Regions from separate parts of the Mus musculus genome. Here region 2 is linked to region 1. The links are chromatin contacts, called in public ChIA-PET maps. All regions are on one chromosome and are shown on one strand. The core of a region is the stretch at or near the end of the contact, and the rest is flanking DNA. Distances in the headings are between cores, read along the strand shown. Region 1 has its middle 270 kb from the start of Gm29686. Region 2 overlaps Cblb (Casitas B-lineage lymphoma b).

What was found. ChIA-PET counts read pairs in DNA pulled down with a chosen protein or histone mark.
Region 2: a contact with region 1 is called in an RNA polymerase II ChIA-PET map of memory CD8 T cells, with 18 read pairs. The contact joins two enhancer-like sites. A contact is called at or near these places in 2 of 15 datasets of contacts at CTCF or cohesin (large pre-B cells and pro-B cells), 2 of 484 Hi-C or Micro-C datasets (CD4 T cells and CD8 T cells) and 6 of 115 datasets of contacts at active chromatin or transcription factors (CD8 T cells, effector CD8 T cells, fibro-adipogenic progenitors and 3 more).

Annotation. Positions count from the first base shown.
Region 1 is chr16:51,718,295-51,724,749 of GRCm38.p6, reverse strand. No RefSeq gene overlaps it. Among named protein-coding and RNA genes, the nearest start is that of Gm29686, 270 kb to the left of the region's middle. Within about 2 kb of position 4,864, at least 21 of the 459 cell types and tissues checked have an H3K27ac peak or open chromatin away from gene starts, as enhancers often do. A contact at or near this core is called in CD8 T cells, effector CD8 T cells, memory CD8 T cells and 1 more, where this site is marked.
Region 2 is chr16:52,177,296-52,184,472 of GRCm38.p6, reverse strand. Cblb (Casitas B-lineage lymphoma b) reads right to left here. Exons shown (of 18, transcript NM_001033238.1): 14 at 1,115-1,261. Among named protein-coding and RNA genes, the nearest start is that of Gm23513, 76 kb to the right of the region's middle. Within about 2 kb of position 3,067, at least 68 of the 459 cell types and tissues checked have an H3K27ac peak or open chromatin away from gene starts, as enhancers often do. A contact at or near this core is called in CD8 T cells, effector CD8 T cells, memory CD8 T cells and 1 more, where this site is marked.

The DNA.
Region 1 (6,455 bases), core at 3,615-6,114:
TACACTGAGCATAATCCTTCCTCTCCTTTCTTGGCCTCTTTTTTATTATTCTTGTTTTCTCCAAGTATTCACTCAAATACTTTTACTTTACCTTTCATGCCATATGTAGATACAGGGTTTTCTATATCCATGCAAACTCTAGGAACCATGACTGAGAGAAAATATGGATATTTTTTCTTTTGAAGGCTGGCCTAATAGCCTTAGCATTATCTCCAGTTGCAAACATTTTCCTTGATGATATACTTTTGTTCTTTCTTATGTTCATTATTATTTTCAATACTTAAATAAACAAAGAAACATTACTCTTTAGTGTTTCAAGTGAATAATGAAGTGGTGAGAATGTGTTCTGTGAAAAATGTAAAAGGCACGAAGTGCCTCCCCAGAGCCTCACTTACAATAGCCTGTGGGTCCAGATGCTGGGGTCTCAGTAACACTTCATTCACTTTAGCTCGTGTATTTGGTTGTGTGCCTCCATGTTCATGCTACTAGAAACACTACCATTTGGGCAGGTGGTTGCTGGAGATAAAATAAGAAATAACCCGGTAATAATGTTTTTACTTGGCTTTTGGATTTAAACATTAATAGAGAATTAAGACCTTTTAAATTAGTCTCTATTGTTTTTCTTTTTTCTTTTTCTTCTTTTTCTTTTGGTTTTAAGGTGTTTATTGTAGAAAGACAGAGAGAGGAAGAAGAATAGAGAAGCAGAGCCTGGCCATGGCCACATGGAGAAATGGAGTGGGGGGTAAGTGAGAAGGAGTGGGGGAGAGGGGGAGCAGGATGGTGAGAGGCAAGAGTAAGAGAGTAAGAGCAAGAGGGTAAGAGTGGTCTCTATTTCATTGTATGTATTTAATTTCTGTTTTGAAGAAAGAATGACAGAAAGACAAAGGAAGGAAGGAAAAAAAGAAAGAAACAAAGAAACAAGAAAACAAACACCAACCCAGAACTGTTTTTCTTAGAGCTAGGAGGTTGTGAAACATTTAGTTAATTTGCATTAGCTCCTTTTGAAAATGCTAATGAGTATTTCATTAGTTGGGCCTAATACTAATTTATAATCCATGTAAATTAGTTTGAGTAGGATATGTTCTTCTCTGTGCCTCCTTTTATGAGATGGGATAAAACTGTCTCTGGGGAAGAGAAATGATTGGCAAGCAGGTGTAGTATTATAGAGAAAGAAGTTATAAGAGAGCAGTAGGCTACACGAAGAAAGTGAGCATTCGGAGATGAGATGTAAGAAGGAAGAAGTCTCCAAACTCAAGAAGAATGAGCAGAGTAGTTAGCTCAGCCCCAGAAAGCCAAGAACATCTGGAGAAACTGTGTCTAAGATCCAAGAAGCTGTTACTGGTATAAATGAGTTTGAAAATACACAGAAGAAATTTTTGCTGAGCCATGTTCTTTCATGACCCCCAAAATACAAGAGGGAACCTTTACTTTTCAAATTTGTCCTTTCCCTTTTTACTCTCTGAAGAGGAATACGATGGGTATTTATAATCAAAGACATTCTAAAATTGGTTTTCCTCCAGTCCAGACATCAATGGATGGAGTATTGATGGACCTCAAATATATTTTTTATCTGTCTCCTGGAATGTCTTCATCAATCCCAGTAATAAAAAAGATTAAAAACCAAGACTTAAGATTGGCACATGTCCAGATACAGGTCAAACTGTGGGCTAATATGCCTACATGGCAAGTTTTCTCCTAGTGTGTGGCTTCAACAGCACTCCTGAAAGTCCTTCTTAATGACCTAATAATTGTTTTAATAGCTCCTCGGTCAAGGGTGAAGTGTTAGAGCTGACATGTCAGCAGTGTATGAAGGATGGTGAGTGAGCATCCCTTGCTGGCTGCCACAGTAGCCAGGGTATCATTAAACATTCCGGCTCACATTTTAGCTTACTTAGCAATAAAATTTTATTTACTGTATCCAGAAAGCTGGTCTCTGACCGTCTGAGGAATTTTCTGTACAGGGTTCTTCCTGAGAGGAATGTCAGAGGAATGCCTGATGAGTTAGGAGTTTATTACTCTTTTCTGTGCAGCTTCTTAGCTAGCTAGACAATGGAGTCGTTTTTTGTCATAAGCTCTCTGCATCCTTCAAATGAAAAAGTCTTCTCAAATCCCAGAGGATATTAATAAAGAATTTGCCCAGGTCATATCCAGTTTATATTTTTAATTAAAACATTTTATCAAAAATAGTATTGTATTCTATACATGAGCTGCTTTTCTGGCCACTAAACATAAAATTGAACAAAATCAAGGATATTTCTGAGTTTATCCTACTAAAAGAGCTCTATGTGTGTATACATGGTGTGTAAATGTAGTTCTCTACATACAAAGAGAATACATCTTTTAGATCTATTATATGATGTCATAATAGATTGACAGACTGGACAGTTTATAAATAATAGAGATCTCTTTTGTCAGGTTATGGAGTCTTTGGTAGTCTAAAGCCAAGGTTCCTAGATTAGGAAAGGGCTTTCTTGACTAGGGTACGAATCAGCACAGGGTGACACTGAAATTAAGAGAACACAGGAAGGAGATGGCCCCACTCTTCTAATACCTCCACCTTCCATGAGTACTGGAGCTGAGTATACTGAATACTCACCATGGGTCAGATAAACACTACAGTGAAGCCAATGGGTGACATAGTCAGACGTGGTTTCTTCTTTTCAGTAGATGCTAAGTACTCTTGCCTTTCTAGCTACAAAAGGCATGATGTTTGTAGTTGTATGGGTTGTTTTGTAACACATAGGCTATGTCTAATTTGTGATGTAGGCAAGAATGAGACGGTTCATGCATCACAGTAGCTGGGAATTCAGCAAAGGCTGACCAGCATTAAGGAAGCTCCAATGGCAGTTTTCACACCTAGGCCTGACAGTGTGTGGGTGGTGGTAGAAGAGCACACAACATGCTGCTGTAACTACAGCTTTGGAATTGGGGTGTTCTATAATACCTGTCAGAGGAGTCATGGAACAAATTAGACCTTTACAGCTCTCAGGCTACAATGAAAAGATGTAGTGGAACAACTTTACTAACACCCCAGTCTTTGCTCTCTTACTGCAGTTGTGCTTACAGAAGCCACAGGGTAGAGAAGTCCAGGTAGCTAACTCTGCAGAAAATGACCCAGGATGGGGATGCATGGAACTGAAGCATAGTAGACTGAATTTAGCATTGGATAAACTAGAGACAAACTGTGTGTAGAGGATGAAGAGAAAGGAAACATAATCATAGAATCCCATTGGTATTTTTGTATATGCTATACTCGATAACATCAATTTTTTGATTCTCTTTTACTTGGAAATATATTTTTACTGAGAGATCTCTCAGTAAATAGTTATTGAATAGCCTTCTCCCAGAATCCCTCCGAATTTGCATCTATATAACACTTAATATGAGTACTTACGAAGAATTAGTATTAGTAAACACCTGTTAACTAAGCCCTGTATTTGGAATCTTACAAGTCCCTCTTCTAATGTTTGCTTGTTGTTTTTGTAGAAATACAAAATTTAGGATCCTAAATGGAATTTAATCATAGCTATTAATCTTATTTCTGTAACACTAGTTTTTTATGATCTGTATACTTTTGGAGAATAGTAGTCTTCTATTTAGTTGAATATTCTATAATTCATTTTGGGGTCAAATTCTCAAGTTCTAGAGAATATTTCTCAGAGTTTGTGGGGGCCCTGATGTGAGTTTGTCTTTTTTCATATTATTATAATACAATAATTACTAATTTTACTGATTACACGGTCAGTTTTGCTCTAATAACATATTGCTCTAATCCCCTTGCTGTTTCTATGATAAAATATCCTAACCAAAGCCACTGTAGTCGTTTGCATGAGAAATACCTCTCTTAGGCTTGTGCACTATCAGATACTAGGTCCTCACTTTGTGGTACTGTTTAGGAATATACAAACTTTAATTGATAGAGCCTTCCTGAAGCAAGTGCATCACTGGGGTGGGCGGTGAGGTTTTATAGCCCAGCCCTACTTCCTGTTCTCTCTCCCTGCTTCCTGCCTGTGTGAAGGAAATGGGATCTCCATGCTTCCTGACCTCTATGTCAGCTCATTACCAGCCGATACTGCCTGTCGCATGAGCTACTTTGGTTATAGTGTTTAGTCTCAGCACAGTAAAGTAACTAACAAAGCAATTTACGAAGAAAACAGTTCATTCAGATTATAAATCAAAGTTCCAGTCAATCACGGGGAGAAGTCAAGGCAGGAAATAAGACCCGAGGAAAGGTCTGTTTGCTGTTCTAAAGAATATTACCTCTAGGCAAGAAAAATCAACATCCAAAGAAGCATAGTAGAAACTGTGAATGGTGTTGCCTTCTCAGTGGCAGGAATAGATCAGCCACTTTCTTATACAACCCAGAACCACCCGCCTGTGGAATGGTGACACCCACAGTGGGCCTGGTCTTCCTTCATCAATTAACTGTTCACACACACACACACACACACACACACACACACTTCCCATAGGATTATCTGATGTATACAATCATTCAACTGAGTTTCTCTTCAGTTCTAAACTGTGTACAGTTGGCAGTTGCATTTGACCAGAAGACATAGTATCATCTGAGTTCAGATTATTCTTTCACTCTCTTAGTTTTTCGCTGTACTGGAACTGTAGCTTTTCATATGTATTTTAACCTTGTCAAAATAAAATTAATATCGCTTTAGTAAAGCCAGTCCAGTACAGCTAATGGCTTTAAGAGGTGGCAATTCAGTGTGATGGGAATGCTCTTCTTATGAACAATGGGTCTCCAAAGCTGTAATGCCCCTTACTGACAACAAGGTGGGCAGGAGAAATACCTTGAAAAAATAACACACATTCTCTTTGAAGGCAGGAAACAAGAGGAAAGATTGTATAAACAGCCCTGCCCTTGAGCTCTACTGCAGTGTGGGTCTTGGCCTGTCATTGCTTTGATCTTCACTGCTACACATAGTCTCTCATTTTTCCACTCTCACAATTGCTTATTGAATTCACTTATGCTCTGACCTTTTACAAGGGGACTCGATACAACCTTGGGTGAATCAAATTTACCACGTATTCTGCAAAATGTACAAGGTTACTGCTGGGACTAAATTGCTTGAGTTAGAGTATGTGAATGTGCTTTGAGAACTGCAGATTTCCCACAACTGTGAAGAGTCTAGATTTCACCACTCATAAATTATGTTCCATTCAGATCACAAAATACTGGCACCTGGTATTACTGAACATAAAATCCTTAATGGGAATAAATTTATTGGCCTGTTACCCCATTGTATAGATTTTTAAACGACTGAATCCATTAATCTCTGTTTATATTTGCCTGTTGGATGTCAATATTCTTTAATAATAGGGCTTTCTCCAAGAACAAAGGTTAAATTTTATAATAAATTTATGCCATTAAAATACCGTATACATTTTCAAGCACAGACATTAATGAAGTAAGTGTCTAGAGGGAAAAAGGAAGCCTTTTAAAGCACAGTGGCCTGCCAATGATGTCTTCTTGGGATAACTTAAAGCTAGCTCTGATGGCACAGCATCTACAGAGTTCTCTAGGAAATTAGCATCCTTATACCATGGTCTGTCTCCTAGTTCACTCAGTAAAATATAGAAAAAATAAAAAACCAAACTGGTATGGGCAGGAATCAATCACTAACAACAAAGCCTGGGTAAGTCTTTGGAGTAGCAAGCACATCTTGAGACACAGAATTCTTCCCCTTCACAGATGTTTTTTGAAATATTTGAGGCTTTCCCCATCTGCCCTGCAGCTGGAACTCAGTCCAGAGCACTTCCTGCCTCTGCGGGCTTGGAGACATGGTCTTGCTTCTTCTCCCCTTGGCTCTGTCTAGGCAGAGAATTGATTGAGATGAGGATGTGGTCTCCATTTGTTGTCACTTTTATTAGCAGAAGATGCTTGATCTACGTTTCAGAGACAGCCAAGCCATGCTGCCTTTGAAGTGTATGTGTAGATATAGCTGGGAGAGAGCAACAGTGTGCACATCACCCCCCTCTCTGTGTATCTATCTATTACTGCCTCTCTCTGTGTCTGTGTGTCTGTGCCTGACTCTGTCTATCTGTCTGTCTCTGTCTCTCTGTCTGTCTCTGTCTGTCTCTGTCTCTCTCTGTGTGTGTGTGTGTGTGTTTGTGTGTGTGTATGTGTATGTGAATGGTGTGTCTTTGATTTTTTTTCTTTGTCTTAAAATTTCAGAGTGAATGTAACCCAGAAAATGATTGCTATTAAATAAAAATGGCACATTATATTTTGTGATCTCATACTAATATCAAAGCAGATCTATACTCTAAAAGAAAAGAATTTCAATATTTCACTAACCCTCATGATTAATCTCTGCTTAAATGTTTTAATCAGGAACTAAAATATACACTTATGTTGGCCTGGTAACACCTTTTCTTTGAATTCATCCTACAGACAAACTGTCAAGTACGCAACAAAAAAGAAGTATGTAAACTGTCAT
Region 2 (7,177 bases), core at 1,818-4,317, 460 kb before region 1:
TTGGAGGCACAACTCTTGGTTTCCAAGAATTTCTTTCTCTACCTCTGTGAGACACCTGGGAAGCGTTTTCAACTCCAAAGATGGAAACTCTACTCATAAAATACTTTAAGTCGACTGAGCTGGCCTCAAGTGGAAGCAGCACACTGAGTAAAGATGGCGTGGATGACTGATGGCCTTGCAGTCTCCTATCTGTCAGTCATCAGGAGGCCCCAGGCAGCTCAGCCACTAACAGTGTCTGAACAGAGCTGAGCAACTTGGAGCCAAGCACAGCTCCAGGAATACTATGCAAGAAGAATGCAGGCCAGAAAATAAGTTCAGAAAATAAAGCTAATAGATTGACATGTCAGTAAGATGCAAATTATATAAATGTTACTGTAACTGTATTAAGTTTCATGCATGCAAAGCCATGATTTTGCTTAGAGACAAACATATTTCAAAACATGTAAGCCATTATCAATAATTCTTATAAAAGTCAATGTGACTGGCACTTTGAAGACCAATAATGCTCCTATTATAATGAGGGGAAAAAGAAAAAGAAAACACAGCAAAATAAAACAACAAAACCCAGTGATCTTTGTATTCTTAGCTCATGCAAGAGAAGGTATTTGCTCAAAAAAGAAGTTAACAGAAGTAACGTTAAGGCTTCCCCCCCATTGTATTATGATTTCAGTAGAAGTATATTACATATCAAGAAGGAAAATGAATATAAATTATTCTAGCCTTCACATTATGAAGAAAAATTCTTAAGCAGGTTGACCTAGTACCTTAATATTAGTTTCTAAGCACTAATATTTCTTCATGATATATATGCTTGGACCTTTTGAAATTCATTAAAATATCTTAGGGGAAATGCATGAATTAATCATCATTATATGTAACGTATAGCTCCTTTTTATTAGATTGTAATTTGGCCTTTTGTGGGGGTGGGGAAGAAGGCAACAAAATCTTTTATGTGGAAGCAATGAAGGAAATATATAGGAACTACAGGCTAGGCAAGGAACAGGATTTTTAACCAATCACATACTATTGAACCGCATAGAAACAACCCCCACGTTTGACAGCATGACGATGCTTATGCCGATGCAGGATGATACAGAGATGCTCATCTTCTTACCGAACAGGAGCTTTGACATTATGGCAATGAGATGGTTGTGAATTCAGGGACACAGGATGGGATGAAGGAATCTTGTATTCATCGTCATCATCTTCTACCGTGTCTCTAGTTTTCTCTGAGAGACAATTTGCTAATGGACCAGTACACCTACCAAGAGGGAAAAGAAAATCCAATCTGGTTTAAGCATCATAAATACCAGAGCAGGAAGGTCTGATGTGACATAGAACAATGAAGAAACTGCTTTGTCACTGGAAGTTTTCAACTGTAAACTGTTCTTACATCCAATAGAAATGGAAGGCCTTGAAATGTTAAGATAAGATATTCATACCTGTGGTTTTTAAGGGTGAACTAAGAAAAAAATGAAAATTACGAAAATGAAAGGGTTTTATAAATAAAGCTTTAACATAAGATGTGTACAATTATTCAAGTCCAAGCTATTAAAATGTTAATTGCTCCCTCCCATGTACTGGAAATCAGCAAAAGTGATAAGGATACACTGAAATCAACTGGAAACAAGAGGTTCTTTAAAGGTTCAAACTGGTCTATGGCTAATACCCATAGTTTTAAAAAAGCCATACATGAGAGAAATTTAACTATCTTGTCAACTTATAACTGTAGTGCTAGAGTTCCTCCCACTGCAACAATTAAGAACGAAACGTGTCCACAATTAGAAGCCGATCATGACAGAAATAAATCTTTGAGATGGATTGTTTTTGTAACTCATGATACCTAAGTGTAATACCTAACTGCAACGAATAAAACACTTAGCGGGATACCGTGGTGGATTTGAGCATTTTACTTGATCATTTGGGAAAATATATAAAATAAAATTGAAAAGTACTCTACTTCCTGTGTGGGTTTTAATTTAACCTTTGCTACTGCCCAAGACAACAGTCCAAAAAAAAAAATGTTAAAATGCAACTTGGCCAACAGGTAGAAAGACAGCTAGTTTGCAAGACACTAGAAAAACTCGGATCCAAGCCACTTTAATTATTATAAACTTCACGGAAAATGTTCCCCCCCCCCCAAAAAAAAAAAAAAAACACAAAACAGTGTAATGTTCCAGCACATTCGGCAGAGGGAGCAGGAGCCCTCTGGTACGTGAGGCAGTCGATGCCTATGTGGCTTTTTGTCTTTTTTCTTTTTCCATTTTCATTTCTTCTCACCACAAAGTTTCATTTTCATTTTGTATTCTTCTCTCCGAGAGCTGAGTGTCCCTGTCTGAACTTCTTGGGACTAAAACATTTTTTCAGATTATTTTTTCCCCTCAAATTTTGGAACAGTTGCAGACTTTACCAGTCGTATCCCTCATGTAATCCTCAAAAAAGCTTTGGATTTTGGAGAACTTTCTATAATGATTTCACTTTTGGGTCAGTGTGGCTGAACACCCGTTATAATAGAAAAAAATGTCAGAGGTGTTTTGTATGTGTGTGTGTGTGTGTGTGTGTGTGTGTGTGTGTGTGTGTGTGTGTGTGCATGTATGTGTGTGCTCATATTTAAAGTTTCAACTGTATTCAGAGATCACGGAAAACCTTCCCTTGGGAGTTTTCAAAAGCTTATACTTTTAGTTTGTCTTTGAAGAAGTTTTCAGTATTGATTTTTAAAGCTCTGTTTGTTAAGAGATACTTCAGGATCCAAATGTCAGTTAATGGTAACCTGAAGCTTTGTTGTAGTAGCAGAGGGGTCTCTACACAGCCCAGAACACAGGCTATGAAATTCATAAACAAACAATAGTGTTATAGTCACTCTAGTTGAATCCTAGAAGACACACCTTGCAACTAAAGGTGACAAAAGTAAAGATGTTTCAAAATGATGACTTGATGGTGTTTTAATATGGTTAGGATAGAAATAACTGTATTTTCTTGCAAACACTAAATTCTTGGAGACAGACATCAATCTCACCAACCTCTGCAAAGACCAGGACGTCTCTATAGGCAGAGGAAGTGGGCCCTGCATGTTCCCATCCTCATCCTGCTCTGCTTCCAGTCTCAGTGAACACCATCTCTATACATACCACTTAAGTAAATACTTCAGAGACAAAAGGGACCTTTGACTTAATATTCAATAACTACATCAAGAGGTGGAAGTTCAAATCTGTCTTACAGGTTACTTCAATAATTTAATGATTTCCAAGAAGCACTTCACTCTGAAGGAAGAATACTTGTTTTTAATTTGCATAACATATAGTATGTATTGGGATGTGTGTGCTCATGCCAAGGTATGGATGGAGGTCAAGGACAACTTGTGGCAATCAGTTCTTACTCTCTCCTATCTTGCCGTTCCCAGGGATTCAACTCAGGTGATCAGACCTTGTAGCAAGAAACCATCTTGTCAGTGCAAGAAATAAACAATTAAAAAAAAAAACAAACAAACCACACCTGTTGTGGTTAGCTCTGGATGCTACCCTTCATTGACAGAAGATCTTGCCTGGCTAAATACCACTCACTCTTTTGTTAGTCAGAGAGCATCTGATGTAAATATGAAAGGCAATAATTATCTATCATTTTATCAAAAACTAAGGGTTCAGTTTTAGAAGCTACTAGTTAGACATTTTATTAGGTTGAATGGATCTTGGTGAGTTATAACTAGAAGTTAAGAAAGCTATGTGCCATTTGTATTGAAATATAAAAAATACATCCTGGTATTTTTTTTAAAGATTTATTTATTGATTATATTTAAGTACACTGCAGCCATCTTCAGACACTCCAGAAGAGGGAGTCAGATCTCGTTACGGATGGTTGTGAGCCACCATGTGGTTGCTGGGATTTGAACTCTGGACCTTTGGAAGAGCAGTCGGGTGCTCTTACCCACTGAGCCATCTCACCAGCCCATCCTGGTATTTTCTACTTATCATTTTAATAAAGTCTTGTAAGAAAGTTCACTATTTTCTCTTAGGTTAATGTTTTAATATTTATTAAAATTTTATCATAAAGAACTTGTAAATAAAAAAGTCAGAGAGATCAAGCTGACCCAAAGTCTATGCATTGTATCCAAACTTTTGTATAGCCTATGAGTCAACAGGTGTCAGCATAACTAGACACAGAGTCACTGTCTGTGTGTATGTTATCTAGATGGTGGACTTAGGGACATGGAGACTCAGTCAGTCACTGGTATATCTTAAGGGAAAGATATTATTTTCATTGTGTTCCTCCAGGGTCCCGGAGGAACAAAGTAGGACAGCTATCTGGCTGGCTCCAAAGGAAAGATACCAAGCCATTTGCATCCATTTACACACATTTACACTGTTATATGACTCCACATTCCTGCTACCTCTTCCATTCTGCTGCTGTTCCTGAGTCATAGCACAGGAGGTACATTTTTCCAGGTTGCAAAACCATTATCCCCTTAACTTGAAACTCATCTGAGCCTTCCTATCCTCATGGTGACTCACTGGCTTGAGTGTGCAGGCACATTCGCCATGTTGAGAAAGAGGTCTATTTCCATCACGGTGATACTTTCTGAGGCCACCTTTCAAAGCTGAAGGTTCACAAACATATTCCTCCCAAGAACTGCCTACTCCCAGAATAACCACAGGGCAGACTGACTGCACATGCCATTACCATTTACTTTGATAATGGACCTCAAATATCACCCTCTTCAAGTGGTTTTCATTCCTAATTGGAGCAACCCTTGACACACCAACTTTTCTCCGAAAACAAAAAGCAGACCCCTTCATATTTCAGTGTCTATAAAAATCCCCATGAAACTGGCAACAAATTCAGTAATTTTCTTTGACCTTTTCGGTTATATGTATTTAGCATATGTCCTTCTATTGATGTGTTTCCTATACTGTTATTTTACTGTTTTTGTCTACAATTGCAACATGTTTAAGGGAAGACCTTGAGGCCATCAAGGATTACCCTACTTTGCACGTAACTGAGCACTTACAAGCTTTTAAATAAAAATAATGAGGGGGTATTAGCAAGGAAAATCACCATGCCGATAAAAAAGGAGAGAGAGCAACAATTTTCAGAACCTTTCATGGACAGAAAAGCATTTTAAATAATATGCCATTTTACTTGCTTCCCATATCAGAAGATCTCTGTTCAAGCAACTAATGGCAGAAAGTAAAGATATACATGTTTTTATTAAATAAAAGCTCAAGCTGCCATGTTTTATTTCATGTTTCATGTGCTACACTGTTCTTACCTGAACAGAAAACATCTCCAATTCAGACAAACCAAAGCCCAAAGAGCCAGCAAAACAAACAGTGATGTTCGACAAGATTATCTTGTGTCTGCAGCACACAAGTCATTTGCCCAAAACCCTGGCATGAGTATTACAATGATTGAGAGGGTGCTTTTCACACTATCAGGAAAAGGTGAGCTTGCTGCAGCCTGCAGCTTTGGACTAAGCTTTGACTGCGAGCGATCTCACAGATTTGCTGAAAACCTGGAGACAGCTAGGACAGCTGCACCCCGGTGCCCCAGGGTCAGGCTTTTCACGCACAGCTGGGCTCTCTCCCTTGCTTTACTGCTTTAAAAGCGCCTTTCAGAGAGGTCTTTCCTCAGGACCACATCTAGAGTGACAGTCTGTGTGTCACTAGTCATCCTGCCCCACGTCTGATTTTCCTACCGGAGATTACCGCTAAGTGGTTAACTGACTTTCTTCTCACTTTCTTTTCCTTAACTAGAGCACCCATTCCGAAGGGGAAGGGAGTTGGATCTTGCCCCATCTGGCCCCCCGCAAGTCTCAGCTGAGCACAGCAACAGAACAAAAACTAGAGAGCTGGGCAAAAATTGGATTTTCTTTTCAGCGAACCTCCCAAATTTAGTACCTTATTTAATTAAGAGATGTGTAACAACAACAACAAACGTCACCACCTCCCACGACAGAGGACCGTTAGGAAAAGCATGAACCAAGTAGCTTTGGTTCCAAGGTATTCGACAGCTTGTGATTAATATGCCAAAACTACAATTGTCCCCATGTAAACAGCAAAGCATAAAGAAATTATTCCTCAGCTTTCTACAGTGTTGTTTTACTTGGATGGATTCACTACCTTATTATCTATAATATCATATGTGTTCATTTGATAGTATAGTGTGCCAAGGACAATAAACATTTCAATTGTTTAGTCTTCCATCTCATTAAACTTAAAAATCAAATTAGTTGGATATAATTTAGTAAGCATATATGTAATAAAATACTACATATATATGTAAAGTACATATTATACATTATAATTTAATTATAAAATAAAATAATACACAAGGAACTTTTTGTTCTCTCTTCTAAAAAGTTATAATAAATATCTACATTTCAAGTTTTTACTTAAAGCTTTATATTGATAGTGCCAATGTTATGTAGAATCTATTTTTTAAAAAATTCAGAAAATGGAGTATCTATTCAAACAGCGACTGTTTCTTTTCACTATCACTTTATGATACCATATTTTCAGAAATAAATTATAAAGTGTGTAGAAAGAGTCACATAATCACCCAGATGAAGACTGGCCTGAATGGAAACCTCACAGGATATCCTCTGCCCTCAAGAAAATAGGCATCAAGGGCCAGTATCAAATGCCGAAAATTCATATCTTCCTAACTGTTACTATCACTGGAGTTGAAACTAAAAGATAATTGCTAGCCTGGTATTCTTATGTGCAGCTCTGTGACTTCCAACATTTGTAAGAACTGTAAGTTAATTTAGACAGTGATTTGTAATTTTCCTTTGCCTTGATGTCTGAACACGGACCAAGAATCTAAGATGGCAATGGGGACCTGAATGTCTAACAGCGCCATGTCAGTGAGCATATGTGTTTGCTCTGTCATCCTCCTATGATGGATGCTCCTTGGACATGGACTATCCTCTCCATTGGGTCAAAGTGGAGCTGTATTAATAATAAATTGCATGGATATTATGTAGTAGTACAATTTCATAACCAACATTCTATCAGATACTATAATAATAATATGAACAATATAATGATTATAATGAAAGTATTATACGCATTATGATATTAGTAATGTTAGTAAGGTCGATAGTTCATCTCATGATGGCTTCTGCAATAGGAAGTGGTCAACCAGCTATAGTAGAGAGCATTCAGGTCACCAAAGTTTCCAA